2 separate regions of the Sus scrofa genome follow, and region 1 is linked to region 2. The links are chromatin contacts, called in public Hi-C maps. All regions are on one chromosome and are shown on one strand. The core of a region is the stretch at or near the end of the contact, and the rest is flanking DNA. Distances in the headings are between cores, read along the strand shown. Region 1 holds the start of PRELP (prolargin). Region 2 has its middle 37 kb from the start of BTG2.

What was found. A called contact is a pair of places that touch in the nucleus more often than the background predicts.
Region 1: a contact with region 2 is called in a Hi-C map of subcutaneous adipose tissue, with 2.5 times the contacts expected there. The contact joins the promoter of PRELP here to the enhancer-like site in region 2. A contact is called at or near these places in 1 of 5 promoter capture datasets (liver), 19 of 47 Hi-C or Micro-C datasets (adipose tissue, alveolar macrophages, blood and 10 more) and 2 of 2 datasets of contacts at active chromatin or transcription factors (alveolar macrophages and skeletal muscle).

The regions. Positions count from the first base shown.
Region 1 is chr9:64,188,523-64,193,322 of Sscrofa11.1, reverse strand. It overlaps PRELP (prolargin), which reads right to left and starts at 2,341. Exons shown (of 3, transcript XM_003130106.4): 1 at 2,164-2,341. LOC106507842 (a long non-coding RNA gene) reads left to right here. Exons shown (of 3, transcript XR_001304135.2): 2 at 27-69; 3 at 1,105-2,154.
Region 2 is chr9:63,994,240-63,998,751 of Sscrofa11.1, reverse strand. No RefSeq gene overlaps it. Among named protein-coding and RNA genes, the nearest start is that of BTG2, 37 kb to the left of the region's middle. Within about 2 kb of position 1,406, at least 36 of the 83 cell types and tissues checked have an H3K27ac peak or open chromatin away from gene starts, as enhancers often do. A contact at or near this core is called in adipose tissue, alveolar macrophages, fetal liver and 6 more, where this site is marked.

The DNA of each region.
Region 1 (4,800 bases), core at 1,092-3,591, 190 kb before region 2:
AAATCACAGAGTCTCTTTCCTTTCAGCTTGGCCAGAGGGCAGCCCTCTGGAAGGCAAGGATCCTTGCAGGTGGGTACAGCTCGTGGATTTTCCCCAACTCTTCCACACAGAGCAACTTCTTCCCCTTCGGGGCCTGTGATATGACACCTGGGTCTCAGAACCAACGAATTAGAGAGATAGATGTCCCCAGCCATTTGGGGAATGGGGAACATTCACTCTGTTCCTCCAACTCACCAGCCCCACACTAGACCTTCCTGCAGCAGGTGAGAGGATGTTGGCCAGGGATGGTACAGTCTCATTTCCTCAGGTGGCCATGGTGTCCCACTGCGGTTCATGACTTCCCCTCCCAACCCTTTGCACCTGGCTTTTTGGCCCTTCCAGCCTCCCACATGGGCCCCATAAATGGGGCTGCCCCTCTACCCTGTGTGAGCCACCAGAACAGACAGCTGTTTGGGGGGATCCAGAAGGGATGGGGGCCCAGGGCAGGCAGATTAGTAGGCAAGGGGAAACATAAGCTCTTTGGAACTACTTTGAGGGAATTTTCTTTCTGGAATGTTCTCCCTTTATCTGGCTGCCAATGCTTGCCTGGAGAAGGGAGGTGGGATGTTCACAAGAGAGCTTCCCTTTTCCCTCAGGTGCTTGCTTCTACTCCGCAAAAGAGGGTGGCCCGTTTGGAGCACTCTGGAGCTCCTCCATCAGACAGTCCTTGTCCAGGATGCCACATAGGCCTTCTGCCCAGATAAGACTGCCAGAAGTCCTGGGCTCTTCCGTCCCACATGGGACTCCCTCGGGCCCCTGGTTCAGATGCTCTCAAGTCCTAAAACAACAACAGATTCCTGGGTCTCGATGCAGTGGTTCTGGAGCAAGGGGTCTATGTTTTTAGTACGCACCCCTCTCCTCCACCCCTGCCCCCAGATCAACTGTATTGAGAAAACTTAATCTGGCCCATGCCCTGCCTGCCATGGGACAGCTCTTTCTCCTGGAGTGAGGTGGTGGGTAGAAAAGGTCCACCCTCTTTGGAAACAAGCTCCATTCAGTTACCCACTTTAGTTTTTCCCCTCCCTGACTGATTAAGGAACTACTGTCCCTTTTTCTCTCCCACAGGGACCTCTTGCCAACCTGGGATGATTTTGAAGTGGCTTTAAAAAGAAATATGCCTGCAATAAAAATGAAATGCTTTGCCCCCAGAGCTGAGAATTATGACCTCCAAAGCTTGGGAGCGGGGTTGCTTTCTTCTCTTTCTTTCCAAAAGACAAGTGGCTTGGACCAGTGAGACTGAGAAAGTCAGAGGTACAGGGAGGACACTGTGCAGATGGGAAAGCTATTTTTCCCTCCCCTGCCTAATTAAGTTCTAAAGAGCAAAGACATCCTTCCAGCTTTTGCACTCGTTCATCCCCTTCCTGCTCAGGCTGGACGCAGGACACATGATTTCTTTTGGCTCCACCATCACAGTGGGAAAATGCACTTTCCCTTTCCTTGTACAGTTGGGGAGGTGTGTGAGAGGGTGAGAGACAAGAGGCAGTGTGTGTGTGTGTTTGTGTGTGCGTGTGCGTGTCCCTCCTGGTGTCTGGTCACTATGTGGTCTAGCGCTGCACCTCCTGTGCAGCCAGAGTGGAGGTGAATGGACAGGATGCCTTTGTACTGTGTGTGTAGTTTGTGTGTGTGCATGTGGAGTGGAAGCGTAGCCTCTGTGTGACACGTGTGTATGCCTGTGATGGTGTGTGACAAAACGTGAAAGGTTCAGAGAAATGGGTTCTAGAGTAGGGTTTCTCTGGGAACCTGATTTGTAGAAATGCTGTGTGTGGTGTTTGTCTGCCCTACAACCAACACCCGTACCAAGAAAGTTTAACTTTGCAGCAAAACAAAGACATGGATAGAGAATGATGAAGAGAAGAAAGAGGGTGGAGAAGAAATGAGGAAGAATTAATTTGAGTTCCTTTGAAAGGAGAGATGTTTGGTGGGTGGAAGGAAAAGATAGAGACTAGATCAATAACAAGAAATAACAAATGAGGAAGAATTAATTTGAGTTCCTTTGAAAGGGGAGACGTTTGGTGGGTGGAAGGAAGGAAGGAAAAGATAGAGACTAGATCAGTAACAAGGTTGGACGGAGCAGGAGACTGGCTGGAGGCAGGAGTCTTCCTCCCCATCTCCCACTGGGCTTACCTGTACCACCTGCCTCTCCTCTCAGCTCTGGGTTTAGTGTCCGGCAAGGCTCCCTCTGATTCCCCCCACCCTTTGGTGGAGCTGTGGCAGCAGAGAGCCAGCTGGAAGTTCTGATCTCCTTGTGGTGTGTTCGTGCTCGAGTTTGCCTGACTTTTCTTCCACTGGATCCTATTGGGGTGGGGAGGTTAGGTTAGGGGGAGGGACAGGCAGATCCAGATCGTAAGGAGGGAGAGGAGGACGGAGGGAGGGGGGAGGAGGGAGGGAGGAGAGAAGAGAGGGAGGGAGCTTGGGAAAGGAGGAATGACAACAATAAAGTCTTTATTTAGCAGCCAAAACTCCCAAAGACTTCATCCACACACCATGCCCACTAACGGACTCGTTTTTAATAACATTTCCTTCTGCTGCTGCTTCTGGGAGGGAGATTGTTTGACCCATGTTTGGAAAGCAAGCCAAATTAACAGAGGAAAAGGAATGAAAAGCAACTTCTGTGCAGGCCAGGACTGGATGGCTGGGTCCAGCACCAGACTGTTTCATTCCTCCTCCTAACAACTGTCTTGCTTCTGATGCCCTTCACTGCCCGTGTTCAATTCCCAGATGTGAGGGGTGTGGGATGTTTCCTTTAAGCAGACACAATTCTTCCCCAGGTTGCCTTCTCTGAGAGGTTGCTAAGGGAATGGAGTCTTGCTGTGCAAGCTAGCCCAGGACTGAGCCTTGGTTTGGGATGCTCTGAGAACCAGAGAGGGAAAGTCTGACCTGGGATTATACTGCAAAGGCAAGAGAGTAAAAATTTGCTGTAAGACTTAAAGTCACTGTCCATGTGGACAGTGCCAGCTTCTCCATGTATATTGTACTCAGGAGAGATTTGGGGGCCATATAGTCATCACACAAAGTATATGGGGGAATCCCAGGGTCCCCTGTCCATGTCATCCCATTCAAGTAAGACCATTACCTCTATCAGTTCTCTCAACCAAAAACTACAACACACTTATAGCTGTGTTAAGTAGCTGCCCATCAAAACTTCCTGCGACCTCAGTTGACTACTTAAAAAACTCAATGGGATTTACTTTTTCTATCATCAGTCCTTGGAGAGCTGCTGAGCCCAGTGATGGGAACTCCCTTCTCCCTTCCCCAATCTGGCAATAAAGGGAAGAACAATAAAATTAGGATCAGCCGTCCTGGGCTCTGCCTCTTATGAATTATGTTGATCTTGGGCGAGTGAGTCACTTGATCGTGTGGAGCCTCAATTTCCTCATCTAAAAAATGGGGATAATACCTTCCTCACAGTGTTGGGAAGATTAAATGATATAAATATGAAAGCATTTTACAACCTGGGAAGATGTTAGGCTTTGGGAGGGGGATTATGATGAATGGTATCAGACTGAAAAACAAGGAAGAAAAAATAAAACCTGCACCTTCTTTTCCCATCCCCCTTCCACCCAAAATCTTGTGCCTTCCACACCGGCTGGTGAGGTCTTGCTGGAGGACAGTGTGTAGCTGCTGTCCATAGTCATTGACCCTGGGTGTGCTGGGACACTCACTCATGCATTTAGTTTTTCATCCAAAGTGTACATGTCCCCTTCTGCAGACTGAGGACATCAGACCCTAGCTTTGCTTGTTTCCCTTGGTGTGGTAGGTGGTCAGTAGCATTCAAGTAAGGTGAGCAAGGAGTTCCCATTGTGGTTCAGCACTAACAAACCCAACTAGTGTCCATGAGGACTTGAATTCCATCCCTGGCCCTGCTCAGTTGGTTAAGGATCCAGTGTTGCATGAGCTGTGGTGTAGGTCACAGATGTGGCTTGGATCTTGCGTTGCAGTGGCTGTGGTATGCTATAGGCTGGCAGCTGCAGTTCCTACTAGACCTCTAGCCTGGGAACTTCCATATACTGCACCTGCAGCCCTTAAAAGCAAAAAAAGAAAAAGAAAAAAATAAAAGGTGAGCAAGATACCATGAGGTTCTGGGAGGATGAGCAAAGGTGGGGGTGGGTGGGGTTGGACAGGGTGCAGAAGTATGATTTGTATGCATTTCTGTGGGGTTTGTCTGAATCCCCAGAGTCTATGTTCCTGGGCATCGATGATGACCAACTCTAAGCTGATGCGTCCTTCCATCTCTCCAGAGTTTCCCCCTGGCCGAGGCTATGCAGAGAGAATTGAAAGGAGGAGTGGAGACGACCAGGTGGATATTCAGAAATGTCTAGAGTAGAGTTGACTAATTGGTGATCTACTACTATGACTTGAGGACATAGTGTTTTTAGATAGCCTACTAATAAACTTTTTACTATGGAAAAATTTAAATATACACACATTTATACAGAATAGTGTTACTAACTCCCATGTACCTAATACCCAGCTCCAACAGTTACCAATTCATGACCCATCTTGATCCATCTGTGGCTCTCACTGTCATATACCCCACTGGTATATTTTGAAACATTGATGTATTTTTAAATTATATTTGACAGAACAATGTAAATCAACTGTAAGAAAAAATTAAAAATAAAAAGTATAGTTAATTTACAATGCCGTGACAATTTCTGCTCTATAGCAAAGTGACTCAGGCATACATATACATACATTTTTTAAAATAATATTTTCTATCATGGTCTACCCCAGGAAAGTGGATATAGTCCCCTTTGCTAT
Region 2 (4,512 bases), core at 157-2,656:
GATTTACCTCACAGAATAAAGGTAGGTGAAATAACTTGGTGAACTAAAGTGCTTTGTGATCTTCTCTGCTGCATCATTGGCAACTGTGTGTGCCTGCCTGGCCAGTGGCCCCTTCAGAGGTGCGGTGGGGCCTTGCTCCTGTCATCTACCTAGAAAATTCTTCTGCCTTTTTATGACTCCGAGTGAGTGTCTTTTCCTTCAGGCTCTGGGAGGCAGGTTCTGTCCCCTCTCCCCAGTAGGAGGATCTTCAGGGCTTGTCACTCTGTGGAGATGGTCCAGCATTCATGCTCCTCTGTAAGCTCCTTATTTGTACCCTTAACTTTGGAAGGAGGGGTTCATGGTGATCCTTTTGTAAGTGTTTAAAAGGGGCTACCCTGGGCAGTCAGGAAGCCGGAAGAGAGCTGCTGAAGGGGCAGTGGGAAGGGACTTAGCAATTTGTCTACTTTGCGGTTTGAATTCACCTTCTCTGCACTGTGTGGCCACAGGCCCTTCTGGACACAGCCTGATTCCTTGGTGGAATATCATTCTGCAAGCTGTTCTTGCCTGTGGTTTCCAGAGGGGAGAATGGCATCTCCCTCTCAGGCCAGAGAGGCCCTGTCCCCATCAAATGCCCACTTGCAGGTTCATTCCTGAGGCTCAGCAGGTGACAGAGGCCAGGCTGGCTGCCCTGAATTGAGCAATCACTTGCCTCTGGGTGAGACAGTGATCTAGCTGAGCTTTTTGTTTTGCGTTTCGTTTTGTTTTGTTTTGCCTTCTTGTCCAAGAACCTAAGGGCTGTTTTGCAACCCCTTGGCTCCTTTCCTTTGGCCAGAGAAGCAAGGGAGGCTTCCTCCATCCTGGCCCATGCTGACCTGGAGAGCAGGAAAGAGCAGCGGGTGGGGGGTTGCTTCAGAGGTCAGGGGCTGGGCCACGTCCAGGGACTGTCTCCTGAGGCGGCCCAAGTGGATCCTACCTCTTGCAGGATCTGCAAGAATGACTCCTTTCTGGGCAGAGCAAGGAGGTGAGTGGTTCTGGACTCGTCTGCAGCACCAGCAGCATCTTCTCCAAGCATAGAAAATGTCTGGCCTGGCCACTGCTTGTGGCCCAGGACCTGAGATGATCGGAGAAGCCCCCTCCCACCACTCAGAACAAAGCCTGGAGGCACCCAGGCAGTCCCCCAGACTGCCACTCACAGGCTTCCCTGCGCTCAAGTACTTCCAAACATACATGCCCGGGGGAAGTCAGATGGTGAGAAACAAACAACAATCAACCATAGAGACTTCTGGGGACCAGATGTTTTTTTCTGGGCTGCCTAGGACTTACCTTCTCTGGAGCAACACCTGCTGAGAGCCAACTTTTCTCAACCCCTGGCCAGGCCACTTCCAGCCAGGGCAGCTCAAGGACCAAAACAGAGGCCTGGCTCCCCCTGCTGATCAGCCTAGGCACCCACATCAGGTTTGGTGACAGCAAATATCACCTCTGGATCCTATCACCTGTACAGAGACCAATAAGAACAATTCACGTCTTCCCCCTTCTCCTTGTCTTCCAGGGAATTAGAATAATTTGGAATTTGGAATTAGAATTTGGGAGTTCATTCTCCCAAAGTCAGGATTCACCTCCCTATAGCGTGGAAGGAAAAATGAGGCTCAGAGAGATTAAGTGACCCTCCCAGGATCACACAGCAATTTGGGGCCAGCCCTGGGGTTGGCCTCCTCCACTGTAGATCAGTGAGGAGGCAGACAGGGAGGCCCCTCAGACTCTGTGGTAGGAACAGTCCTCAGGTTGCTTTGGGTGACCCAGGCAGTACCCATCCTGTGGAATAAGTGCCTAGTCGGTTGGGGGTCCTGGTGTAGGAACCAGGGGCCCAGGAGAAGGGACCTGCAACACCCTCACTGGGAACTTTTACTTATGAGGGAGACAGGACAGGTGGGTCTACCAAGAAGTCACATCCCGCCCCAAACGTGGAGCGGCGCTGAATTTACACAATGGTGGCTGGGGCACTTCTGATGCTACAGCCGAGCATTTTTTGGCAGGGAGTGGGTGCCAAGCCTAGGTCATTGCCTCCTCATAGGGAGTCCCCTGTGTCACTCTCCTCCATACTCAGCATTGCCAGGATTCTAAGAGACACTTTTGTGTCCTTCTGGTAGGGGCCACTCCTTTTTTCGTTTTTGCTTTTTCCTTTAAGGGCCACACTCTCGGCCCATGGAGGTTCCCAGGCTAGGGGTCAAATGAGAGCTATAGTCACTGGCTTACGCCACCAGCCACAGCAACATGGGATCCAAGCTGCATCTGCGACCTACACCATAGCTCATAGCAACACCAGATCCTTAACCCACTGAGCGAGGCCAGGTATTGAATCTGCTTCCTCATGGATCCTAGTCAGATTCATTAACAGCTGGGCCATGAAGGGAACTAACTCCTAGGGGCCCCACTTTTTGAGGCAGGGTCCATGTCCTGCTTTTCTTGGGTTGGGGCCACCTTGGCCTCTGTTATTTTGAGTACCCCTGGACTCCAGGCTGGGATCAGTCCTCATGACTGACTGTGGTCACAAAGCATCTTTCCCCTTTCAGGATTCTTGACCAGAGACAAGGGGTTCTCCCCACTCCTCTCTGGTCCTGGCTCTCTGCCCTTGAGGTTAGGGTGACCCAAGAATGAGTTCCAAGCCAGTCCCATGCTATTAGTTGAAGCAGCTCTCCAGCTTCCAGGCATCTTGCTAGTGGAGGTCACTCCTGGAGTCAATGGCCTGCATCCCCCAAACTCATCTCCTCACCTACAAAGGGGCTTCCTTCATGGTGCCCCCTCCTTGCCAATTCCCCTGTGTGCCCAAGCGCCTAGGCAACAGATTCCATCACTAGGTGGTGGGTAAGCCCTATTTACTTACATGATGATTACAGGGCAAGGATTTAGAACCAGATGGACCAGGATCTGAATCCCAGGTCAACCAGTTACTCTCAGACGATCTGCATACTCTCTCAACCTCGGTTTCCAAATGTGTCCATCTGTATAAGAGTTCATATTGCATGGGGTTGTGCGGGAATGAAAGGGGGTGGTGCAGTGATTCCCGGGGACATGCATGCTGGGCCAAGGACAAGTGAAGGTGAAGGATAAACATGGTATATCTTGCTGAAGTGTTAATTTTACTAGGAGTATTTAGGGAAATATGTTTTGAAGTAAAGTAATAAAATGTAAAATTTCAACAAATTTTAAAAAAGAAAGAGAAGACTGAAAGGAGTTTTTATTCAGTTTTTATTCATGGTTATTGCTTTGGGTTATACTCTAAACTTGGGAGTCTGGGGTTATCTGGTTAAAGGTCACTCTCTCTGCCTTACAGAGTCTTTTGCTAGAAGAGTCTGAAACTGATGTGTGTGAGGAGTTGGTTCCTGCCCAGCAAACCCTCTTCAGTGGAGCTCTCTCAGCTTTTCCACAGGTTTTTGCACATTTGAGGTCTTTGAATTAAGTCCCAGCTCTCCTGGGCTTCGACCACCAGTATCAAGGCAAGAAGCAGACCTGGGGCTCCAGGGAGGGCTGGGGCAGGTGTTTTCTTGTGCAAAATTACTAGCAGTATCAAAAAGAGAAGCAGGGAGAGTCTCTTTTCACAGACTCCAGAGTGGGTGGGCATGAGGATAAGGCAGGTCCCTGTGGCTTACTCTAATACTTGGAGGCCCAGCTCAAGGCCCTGGCAAGTTGCAGGCTGACTCTGAGAGTTCAGCTTGGGACAATGCTCAGACATTGGCTGCAGGAGCTATGGACACATTTGAGAGGAAAAAAGTATGCACTCCAGAATCCTGGAAATGGGGAGGAGGAAGAAGGGGGGTTGTGCCTAGTATGTTCCAGGCTCTGTGCTAGATGACTTGCATGTGAGGTTTCAGTTAATACAGCAATACGCTTATGGTAAGATAGCAATATCCCCATGCCAAGAGAGGTCATGAGGCTTCTGCTAGAAGTTACTTGTGGTTCCCAATAATTTTCTACTCCCTAATCAGAGCTTTAGCTGGAGCATGACTGCCTAGAAAGAAGACTACATTTCCCAACCTCCTGTGTGGTTAGGTATGGTCATGTGACTGAGCTCTTGCCAATGAGAAGTAAGTGTAGTGTCATGTGGCTGATTCTAGGATCCTTCCCTAAGACAAACTTGTGTTTATTCTTTCTGGCCCTTCTTTGTTCTCCCCTCTATTTTGCTGTTTGGTAGGTGGTGGGTGACACCTTGAACCACAAGGACAAGGGCCACCCACTAGGAACCTCAGAATAATAAGCTGGAAGGAGACTGGGGCAACATACCAGTCCCAGACTCCCACCGTCAGGCTTTTATGTGAGAGGAAAATAAAATTCTACCTTGTTAAAGCCATTGTTGTTGTGGGTTTTCTGTTACCTACACTTGTACCTCATCCTGATGAGATGCCTAACCTAGTAAGTGAGGGAGTTGGTTTTTTTTTTTTTTTTTTTTTTTTTTTAGGGCTGCACCCATGGCATATGGAGGTTCCCAGGCTAGGGATCAAATTGGAGCTGTAGCCACTGGCCTATACCACAACCATG